2 separate regions of the Oryctolagus cuniculus genome follow, and region 2 is linked to region 1. A link is a contact called in public Micro-C data. All regions are on one chromosome and are shown on one strand. Each heading gives the region's core, a stretch centred on a gene start, on an enhancer-like site or on the middle of the called end of the contact. The rest is flanking DNA. Distances are from core to core; before and after follow the strand shown.

Region 1 (5,281 bases), core at 2,055-4,554:
CGTTCTCCCCTCGCTTTTCACAGGGAACGAGCAGCCGCCAACAAACTTGTCCGCCGCACTGAGAAGAAGCTGAAGGAAATCTTCATGCAGGTTGAAGATGAGCGTCGCCATGCAGACCAGTATAAAGAGCAGGTGTGTGAGGAAGGCAGGGCGCCAGGTGGGACAGCTGACAGAGTCCTCTGAGACTCACCCTGGTGCCCTGCCGGGGATGCACAGGTGTTAAAGCAAGGCACAGAGCAGGGGAGGCGGCTTTACTGTGAGGCCTCAAACCACAGGTGGAAGTCATCATCCATCTCCTCCACCAGCAGGCAGGCTCCATGCACGCCAAGACGCCTGCCTGCTTGTCCACTGTCATCTTCCCAGGGCTTGGCTGGCAGTCGGGAAATAGTGGTAGGATGGAGCGGTGGCTGCAGGCAGGCACCCTCATGCAAGCGCCAAGGCCTGACACACAGGGCGTGGAGCTCCGTGCTGGTCTGCACTGCTCTGCGTGGGCCGCGGTGCCTTCCCCTCTGCCACGGACGCGGGACGGTGATAGGGCTCAGGCTTTTGCTGCCTTTGACCCCTCCCCCTTTACCCCCTCTGCTGTAGTCGGGCACCTTGGGCCCTTCCTGCTGAGCCTGTGGGCACCAGGGCAGGCATGGGCTGGCCCCATGTCTCTGACTTCCGTGCTGCTCAGGAATGAAGCTCTAAGCGCGTACGACAGGACAGGTCCTCCCAGGGTAGCTTTGTACGTGAACCCAAGCGTGACGTCTGCAACGCCCCTCCTCGGGCGCTAGGGGGCGTCCGTGTGGTTGCATTTTCCCTCTCACGATCCCGTGGGGCACTCGTGTGAAGGAAGCTCTGGGTCGTTTTCTACAGAAAACTCTCTACTAGTAACAACATGTTTCAGAGTTTTAATGATTTGAGCAGTGTTTGCAGATCTTGCTCTGCTCACCAGTTTGCCTGGTCCCCCCTAAGATGGAGAAGGCCAATGCCAGGATGAAGCAGCTGAAGCGGCAGCTGGAGGAGGCAGAGGAAGAAGCTACACGTGCCAACGCCTCTCGGCGCAAACTCCAGCGGGAACTGGACGACGCCACCGAGGCCAATGAGGGCCTGAGCCGCGAGGTCAGCACCCTGAAGAACCGGCTGAGGTGAGCACCAGGGTCACTCCCAGGCCCCTGCAGTCCCCCACAGATAATCCCACAGGAGGAAACCCACTCGTGTTCTTTCACTAACAGACCACGCTCATGACTGTCAGGGCTGCAGGGCTAAGGGCCACCAGACTACTTTTTTTTTAAGACTGACCGATTTAAAAGGCAGGGAGGTTAATCGATCTTGCATCTGTTGGTTTACGACCCAAAAGGATGCAATGGCCAGGGTTAGGCCAGGCTGAAGCCAAGAGCCTAGAACTCCATCTGGGTCTCAGACCATGTGGGTGCAGGATCCCAAGCACTTGGGCCACCTTCCACTGCCCTCCTAGAAGCATTAGCAGGGGCCAGCACTGTGATGCAGTGGTTAAGCCTCTGCCTGCAGTACCAGTATCCAACAAGGGTGCTGGTTCCAGTCCTGGCTGCTCCACTTCCGACCCCGCTCCATGCTAATGTACCTAGAGAACCAGAGGAAGCTCCTAGCTCCTGACTTTGGCCTAGCCCAACCCTGGCTGTTGTGGCCATTTGGGGAGTGAACCAGTGGATGGAAGATCTCTGTCTCTCTCTCTGTAACTGTGCCTTTCAAATAAATCTAAAAAAAGAGCAGCTGGGACTCAAACTTGAGCTCATGGGTGCCAGCTGCATCTCAACCCACCGTGCGCCAACGCAGACCCAGACCCCCACCACCACCACCACAGGTAACCTGAGCAGGACCCAGGGAGAGCGTGCACCCCACACCAGAGTACCAGGGTCTCTTCCCTGCGCCAGATCCTGGGAGGCAGCACTGATGGCCCAGGTAGTTACGATCCAGCTGTTAGAGACATGTGGGGAACAAGCCAGATAGATGGGAACTCTCGAAATAAGGTAAAAAATAAACGGGCCGAGGCTGCTGGCAACGCACCATCAGCTCCACGCTGGGTCTGCGCCGTGGCCCATGCCTGCTTCTGTACAGCCAGCAAGCCCGCGACGGTTTGTACATTGGAAGGGATTGTAAAAACCCCAAGAACACGGGAGCCAGCCTCCATGGCTTGCAAAGGTAAACTCACAGATCCGCTGTGTGGCCCTGGGAGAAGGGGGCGTCCGCTGTGGCTCATGCTCCTCACCCTTCCCGTCACCAGCAGTCGATCAAGCCAGTCCCACCGAGAGCCCTGGTCTGTGTACGCAGCGTGTTGCCTGGGTGGGGGCAGTTCCTTCCCCAGATGTACCCTCCCACCACAAGTGCAAGGAAGGGGTGGAACAGAAGGCCCAGCGTCACTAGGGGCCGGACACGCTGACAGCCGCACGCTCTTGTGCATTTACCCACACGTGTCTGCTCTCTGTTCTCTCCAGGCGTGGGGGCCCAATTAGCTTCTCTTCCAGCCGATCTGGCCGGCGCCAGCTGCACATCGAGGGGGCTTCCCTGGAGCTGTCAGATGACGACACAGAAAGTAAGACCAGTGATGTCAACGAGACGCAGCCACCCCAGTCCGAGTGAAGTCGCGGGAAGCCGGAGGGGGCAATGCGGTGGGACGCAGAGGAACTCGCCCCGGCGCCAGCCTGCCCGGGGCCTCCTACGCGTTTAGGAAATTGGCAAGCTACGGGACTCCTTACGAAAGATCAACCGTGTCTTAAGACTCTGCAGCCTACGCGTCCTGTATCCTGCTTCAAATTAGGCACAGCCGCTCCCCTTTTTATATATACAGACACCAGACACGCGCGTATTCCAGATTCTCCTCATCCCATCTATTTTCCATATAGTCATCGAGAGACATTTTATAACACATGTTAAGAAGAGATCCCTTTTTAAAACGAACTCCGGACCCCTGGAGGCCAGTCGCTGGGTTGGGGGCAGCCCGTGGCCGCCGCCGTCGCTCTGCATGCTCTGTCGCAGACAGATCACTTAGTTCTGTGTCCGTGTGGCCCGACTCCTCAGCCACATCAGTCGCTTAGAACATTGTGGAACCCAAACTGCACTTGTGTCTCTCATTTCCTTCGAAAAATGATACGCTGTTTCCGTGAGCAAACTGTGAAGGGGGCTTGGGAACCATCAGAGGGGTGGCTGCACTGGGGCTGCCGCGCCCTCCAGTTGACAGTGTCCCTGAGTCCACCCACGTGAACTGTCCAGCCAGGGCTGGTGTGGGCATTGAGGGTGGAGGCCCCAGGTGGCAGCCAGAGCCTGGTGGCGCTCAGTCTTCCCAAGGCTCCCCCCTCGCCAGCCAGGCCCCCATGCCGACCTTGCAAATTCAGCCGCTGCTTTGAGCCCAAGATGGGAACATAGGTTTTGTGTCCGAGGCTTGTTCCAAGCTTGTCAGTGAGGTTAAGAGGACCTCAGGGACAGAGGCCACTGCCTGAATGTTGACATGCCAGTGGGGTGAATCCCTTCTCACTTTTCCTTTTCCCTCCCCTCGGGACAGTGTTACAGTGAACACTTAGCATTCTGTTTTTGGTTGATAGCTGAGCAAACTGACATTACAGAAAGTGCCTTAGACACTACAGTACTAAGACAATGTTAAAATATATTATTTGCCTCTCAATAATTTAATGTATTAAGTTTTAACTGTGCTTCATATCATGTACCTCTAGTCAAAGTGGTATTACAAACATTCAGTGACAATGAATCAGTGTTAATTACAAATCCTTGATCCTCTGCAATGTGCTTGAAAACACAAGCCTTTTGGGTGAAAAGCTTTAACATCTGTTAGGCAGAACTCGTCGTGTGGGTTTGGAATCTTTGAGTTTCCCCTTTATGAACTGTCCTGGCTGTTGACCACCAGACACCTGACTGCAAATATCTTTTCTTGTATTCCCATATTTCTAGACAATGATTTTTGTAAGACAATAAATTTATTCATTATAGATATTTACGCCTGCTCTGTTTACTTGGAGAGAAAAGCACCCATTAAGAATGAACAGACCTCAATAAACGAGAATAATCACGTGACCATGGAATCTTGTTTTCACCTTCTGTTCTCAGCTTTCCGTCTCTGATCGGATTGGAGGGTGGCTAGCTATGCAGACTTAAATTGACACCACTGGCCCCCTTTCCTCCAGGGGCACTGTCTCCCAAAAACTGCCGAATGGCAGACCCATTCCCTGGGCAATCCTGACTCCAGGCGGCCTCCAGGGGAGATGCACCCAGGAGGAAGAGAGGGCCTGAGGGCAGGGGCTGGAACCCAGCTGTCAGGGGAGCAATCTGGGAGTGACACTCACTACCGAATCTGCGCAATCTAAAGGGTCCCGAGCGGGCAGAATGCACACTGAAAACAAAGCTTGGGGCTAGTGTTGTGGTGCAGGGGCTTCTAACAGCCACCTCTTAGAAAACCAGCACCGGTTCAAAGCCAGCTGCTCCACTTCCAGTCCAGCTCCCTGCTAATACACCTGGGAAGGCAAACTGGACCCCACGTGGGAGACCACAATGGAGTTCCTGGCTGAGCTTCAGTCTGGCCCAGGCCTAGTTGTTGCAGGCATCTGAAGAGTGAACCAGGGGTGGACGATCTTGGTCTCTTTCTGTCCCTCTGCTTTTCAAATAAATCATACAAAAAAAAGATAAGCTTATTTTGGAACAAAAGTTGAAATCCATATACACATAATACACATTTTCCATGAATGTTTTTCCAAATTTCTTGGGTAGATTTCAAAATATTTTTTCTCCCAGGGATGGGTAAAGTTGGTGACAGAAAGTACGCCCTGAAGCCAGTGGACACGCGATCCCCACCAAGGCAGTTTAGTGTCAAACAGTGCACTGAGATGTATGGGCAGAGCACTGGGGTTCTGCACGCCGGCCCGGAGTGAAAACTGCCCTCATCTGAACCTCTCAGTGAAGGGGGAGGCTGGCCCCAGGCCTTCCCGCGCTCCTCACTGCCACACTCCGGCGGGGAGCTAGCCGGCTGCTCAGGCTGTGACACACACAGTGCAGCGGCCATAAACTGTCGGCCTTGTGTTCTGAATGCCCGGCAAAGGTTTCTAGGTGACTCATTAGACTACACAGTGGTGGGTTTTTTCAGTGAAGATTCCTTCTAGTTGGCCACTGTGGAACCAGGAACTACAGTCAGTCTGCCAAGAAGTAACCAACACCGAGGAGGACACCGAGAGAGCCAGCTAGTAGGGGAGAATTCTGAATTTTTGAGACAAATAAGCCCCTAAACCCACGAGCTCTTGGATAAGATACTAGAAGC
Region 2 (5,273 bases), core at 671-3,170, 240 kb before region 1:
TGTCAGTTTCAGATATTTTCTGCCATGGTAATAAATTGCCTTTGTGTTCTTAGGGTTGAGGCTTTTTTTAAATTGGGATGGATGCCACATCAGCATCTGTCACAGAGATCTCGTCTTTTGAGACACATTGATATAATGAAATCATATTAATAGATTTCCTAATAGTAAACCTTTGTTTTTTTCTATGCATGGTCCTGGTGAGCAGTTCTTTTTAAATTCTTTTAACTTAGAGGCTGTGGATGAGCACGGCAGAGCAGCAAAACGGAAGCGATATAGACTCCTGATCATTGTTTGAGACTCCCAAGAGAGAGGGAGGTTGTGTGCATGAAATTAAATTGGATAATGTTTCCATTAAGATCGTCATAAACGAGATGATTGGCCTGCTTGCTTTTTTTCTCTCTTTGCCTAGTTGGGTTCTTTATGAAGCTCTGCTTTCCACTCACTTGGAAAGATCCTTTTAATTCTCAACAGGAGCACAGCACAAACTGGCTCCAATTGCATCAGCATAGCTCCGTCTGGCTGGGAACATAGCTGATGCCATGTCCAGCCCCCGGAGCTCCATTGATGCATGGGGTGCTGGTGACCTTGTTAGGAAGGGGTGGGGTGTTTTCCGTGTTCGCTCTCCCTTATTTTCTGCTTCCTGTTCCACAGTGACCTTGAAATTCAAAGAGCTGTCTCAGTGGGAGGATGGAACAGGGCAGAAGACAAAACACCGATTGGTTTCCAAGACAAATCCCTCAGAAGACCCATCACCTCTGAGACGGATAAGGCAGCCGGTGAGTGGACAGGTGAGAGGCCAAGGTTCGCAAAGTGAACAGGGCTCCCCCGGGGCGGGAAGGGGTTGGGGTTGGGGTAGGGGGTGCAGCCTTGCACCGCCTGGCTCCACAGTCCCCACCCTGCCCCGGAAGGCAATGAGACCCCAGGCACGGATGACGGTGGGTGAGACCATGAAGCCTCTCTGGCCGGAAATGCAAGGCACCAAATGAAGCAGCAGCAGGAGTTGCCCAAACAGCCCTGCCAGGCGCCGGGCTGGAGAGCACCTTGGCTAAGGGCGTAGGACAGGCAGTGCCTGGGGAGCTGTGGGCGTGTCCCGGCGGGCTGGGCGTGTCCAGCAGGAGGAGAGCGTTTTCTGTGTGAAGGGGGCGTGCCCTGGGCCAGTGGGCGTGTCTTCCTGCCCCCGCCGCGTGTCTTCCCCACCCTTCCCCACTGCTGCAGAGCGGGCGGCCAGCAGGGGGCGCCAGACGACCGGCAACGCGGTTAGGGTGGCTTGCAGGACTTGGGACACCGTCTGGGCAGGAGACGATCCGCGCCTCGACCCACCACGCCCCGGCTCCCGCCCCCAGACAGAAGCGGGCAGGCCTCAGACTCCGCGGCTGGAGCGCAGGGCCCGGGAGGGCGGCCCGCTCAGCGGCTTACACGCAGGACGCTCCATGACTGTTCTTCCTAGTTTACTTTTCCCCCAACCTCGGACACTGGCGCTGGCCCGCAGGCTGCTCCCCGGCCCCCGGGAAGCCCGGCCCCCAGCTCCTCGTGCCTTAGGCCTCCCTGGCCTAGCACTCAGGCCTCTCCCCGCCTGCCCCAGCCTGCCTCAGGTCCACCCCCAGCTTCACCCCCGCACACCTCTGCACCAGGAGGTGCAGGTGGGGGTGGGGGGCTGTCCCAGGATCCCCGCGCCTCTCCCAAAGCCCCCTTCTTGGGGTCCAGCTTCTTCCCAGAGTTCCCGAGGATTCGGGCTGGCAGCAGAGCGCAAGAGCGTTGCAAGCGTGGGGTCAACGGGGCAGGGGTCAGAGGGCAAAGCCTGCGTTCCAGGTGTGGCCCGCTGGCTGCTAGGTAACCAGATCACCCGCGGCTGCCCCAGCGCATGAACCCCAGAGCCTCTACCCTCTGCTTCCAGCCCCTCGGGCTTTGTCTCACAGACACCTGCCCTTCCCCGGGACTCTGAAGGCAGGAGAAGAGTAGAAGCCAGAGCCCAGCTACCACCCCCGAGCCCCTGTGGTTCTGCTGCCCAGAGTTTCACTGTGAAGTGTCAGCGGCCAAGGCCCCGAGGTCACTGCCACCATGAGTCTGGGCATCATGGAAGAGGAAGACCTGGCCGAGTACTTCCGGCTGCAGTATGGGGAGCGGCTGCTGCAGCTGCTGCAGTGAGTGCCCCCCCCAGCCCCCTACCCCAGGCCCCGCTTCCCAGCCTGTCCCCTCTCCCTCAACCCAGTGTTCCCCCAAATGCCAGCACTGCCTCTCCTCAACACCCTTCCTTGTACTTGCTGGTGGGGTAGGGGAGGGGTGGTGGCCCCTTGTCCCTGCCCCAGCCCGCCCCCCTCCCCGGGGGTCTCAGAACCCACAGGTCTGTCTTGCCCGTGTCTTGGGCAGGAAGTTCCCCAACATCGAGGAGCAGTCGGATTCCCCGTCCATCCGGCTGCTGGAGAAGAAAAAAGAGGCCAAGATTGTCCATCAGGCTATGGAGCAGAAGAAGGAGGCAGGGCCTGGGGGAGGGCGGGCGGGGGTGCAGGCAGGGCGGGGAGACCAGAGGGACAGCCCTGCCTGGGGTGGGGGCTCTGGGCTCTCTTCTGGGGGTGGGGTGGGCAGAAAGGGGTCCCAGCGTCCTGGGATCCTGTGCTCTGAGGCCGGTGTGGGGCGGGCAGGGAGAGGTTTCTCTGCAGAGCCCCTCCTAGGGCCTTGGGTGTTGGGGGCCCCCTCACCTCTCTCTGCTCTGCCACCCTGAAGACATTTCAGCGCAGGATGGAGACCCTAAACATGCGCTGGGAAGAGCTGGGCATCAAGGAGGCGCAGCTGAAGGCCTACATCCAGAAGTTTGAGCAGTTCATCCAGGTGCGGAGGGGGCTTGCCCCCCCCCCCCGGCCCCTGCCTCCGCCTCCACCCAGCTGCCGGCTCCTCGCCCTGGGCAAAAATTGTCCTCTGTGCCCAGTATGCTTAGTGCTGTCCCCAGGATCCTTAACATCCCCCACCTAGCTCTCCATCCTTAGTGTCCTACTTAGCTGTCCAGGTCAGGCTCCAGCCCTCTAGATGGCAGCCTCCCATCTCCCTGCCAATGCCCGGGGCATCCAGTTTATCCAGGGAAGGAATGCATGCATGAATGAATGAATGAGCCATGGACAGGGCTAAGCTGTTGGAACTACAAGGATGAACGAGGTAGGGTTCTAGCCCTGTCGCTCACCCCACCCTATGTCTTTGTCCTTGCACTGAATGAAGAACAGGCCGGGGCCAGCGGAAGGACCAGGCAGCAGAGTGCATTCCCAGGGGACCCCTTTCAGTCAGGCATGACGGGAGCAGTTTCCCCATCAGGAGCCCCGAGGGGCCTGGCCCTCAGCACTGTGTCCTGCTCTGTGCCTAAGCCCCCTGGGTGATGGGCCAGGCACCTGAGACTTTGCCAGATGGGTGCCTGCACCCACCGCTGGGCTTCCTCAGCATTGCCCAGGGCTGAGCTCTCTCCAGACACCAGGCCCCGCAAAGCCCAGGTCACCCCAGCCCTCGCTTCTCGTAGGTTCTACTCTCTGGAGTCCAGAGCCCACACTCCAGAGAGAATCATTTCCAGTTTGCTCCCGCCAAGGCCACCTCTGACTTTGGTCCAAACCTTCATTCCGGTCACCTCCTGCCATGCACAGAAACCCCCTGGGAATAACCCCAGAGGTCCTCGTCCCCATGGGAGACAATTGCTGCCCGTGCTGGGGGAGTGGTCTGGGCTCAGCCGGCACAGGGGGGCTGAGGGCACCTCCAGCTCCAGGCAGGCCCAGGCTGTGAGACCAGCACACACGGTCCAGGCTCAGGACCAGCGCTGCCTCCTCCACTCTCCCAGGAGAATGACCAGAAACGCATCCGTGCCCTGAAGAAAGCCAACAAGGAGCGGGACCTCAAGCGGCAGCGTGTGCGGGAGCTGGCCAAGGCCAAGCAGGAGATCGTGGCCCTGCGGGCGGAGCACCAGCGGCTGAGCACCAAGCTGCAGGACTACGCCATCTTCAACAAGTACCTAGAGAAGGTGGTGGAAAACTCGGAGGTGAGCACCGGGGCGGGCTCTGCGGACTGCAGGGGCCTGGCCGTGGGTCTTTGGGTTCCTGTGGGAGTGACAGCTGCGCCAACGTCTCCTGGGAGTTGTGTGTTTGCATCTACATGTGTGTCCACAGCTGGCGGGGGGAGCGCGCATGGGCTGGGGTGGGGGAATGCCGTGTGGGCAGCGGCATGAGCCTCCATCTCCATCCTCCTTGCTTCCCCCGCTCCTCCCCAGCATCTTTTGCTTATTTGAGAGTAAACTTTGGAGAGAAGCTGGAAAAAAAAAAAAAAAAAAAAAAAAAAAACAGGCAGCCTACTGCCCAGCTGGAGTGCTCGGCGGCATGCGCTGGGCTGCGAGCCGGGCTCGGGCGTGGGTGCTCTTCGTGTAGTCCTCACGTCAGCCCCCAGACAGGAGCATCTTCAGTGTCCCCTTTACAGAGGAGCAAACCGCGCCTCCGAGAGGCTAGGTAGCCTGCTCAGGGCCTCAGGGCTCAGAAGCTCTGAACCACTCCGCGGTCGGCCCTACAGGGCGGGTGTCAGTAGCTCCTCCCACAGTGCCTGCCACGGGTGCTCCGGGACCAGAGCAGCCCCTGGGAAGCTCCCTGGCCGTTTGTCTCCCAGGCTTCTCCGGGCGCTCCTCTCCCCAGTGCTCCCATACCCATTGCTGGGTCTTTGTCCCATGGATGCTCCCCGACACACACCCCGCATTCTGCCTCCCTCCCCAGGGGCCAGCTGCAGACAGGGTGCACACTGGAGGCCTGATGTGGTCTCCACCCCCCACCCTGCAAGGGGCACGTCCTGGGGGACAGAGGGCGACAAGGAGCGCACAGCTATTTAAAGTCCTTGCAATTTCCACTAGGAAACACTGTAACCCAATTTACTTGTGCCGAGTCCCAGGTCTGTCTCGCTCGCTCCGCCTACTGTAGCTCACTTGATGATTGGGGTTTTTGTTAACGGGGCCGGGGAAGAGGGCCATCCTAAAGGTGCCCTGTGAGCTGTGGCCCCGGGTTCCAGCGGGGAGAGCCGGTCTCTCAGACCGGAGGGAAGCAGCCCGCATCGCAGACTGGGCGGCAGCCACCCAGCTGCTCAGTGCCACACGCGGGCCAGCCCTGCCCCGGTGTGTCCCCAGCGGCTGGGGAATGGCACGGCCACCCACCCTCAAGCCCGCCAGCTGGGGGCCCGCTTCTGGGCCCCTCCCTCCCGCTCAGCTCGGCAGCGATCCATCAGCAGATGGGTGGATTCTGCCTCCTAAGTATGTTTGGAATCCGCCC

What was found. Hi-C and Micro-C count contacts between places; a contact is called where the count stands out from the background.
Region 2: a contact with region 1 is called in a Micro-C map of ear pinna, with 5 times the contacts expected there. The contact joins the promoter of CCDC42 here to the enhancer-like site in region 1. A contact is called at or near these places in 3 of 6 Hi-C or Micro-C datasets (ear pinna, psoas muscle and an unstated tissue).

Annotation. Positions count from the first base shown.
Region 1 is chr17:52,922,379-52,927,659 of mOryCun1.1, reverse strand. MYH10 (myosin heavy chain 10) reads left to right here. Exons shown (of 42, transcript XM_070061373.1): 40 at 24-132; 41 at 958-1,130; 42 at 2,457-4,047. The coding sequence ends at 2,601. Among named protein-coding and RNA genes, the nearest start is that of NDEL1, 43 kb to the right of the region's middle. Within about 2 kb of position 3,304, at least 1 of the 8 cell types and tissues checked has an H3K27ac peak or open chromatin away from gene starts, as enhancers often do. A contact at or near this core is called in ear pinna, where this site is marked.
Region 2 is chr17:53,165,741-53,171,013 of mOryCun1.1, reverse strand. CCDC42 (coiled-coil domain containing 42) reads left to right here and starts at 1,920. Exons shown (of 7, transcript XM_002718980.5): 1 at 1,920-2,141; 2 at 2,368-2,473; 3 at 2,722-2,826; 4 at 3,812-4,009. The coding sequence starts at 2,059.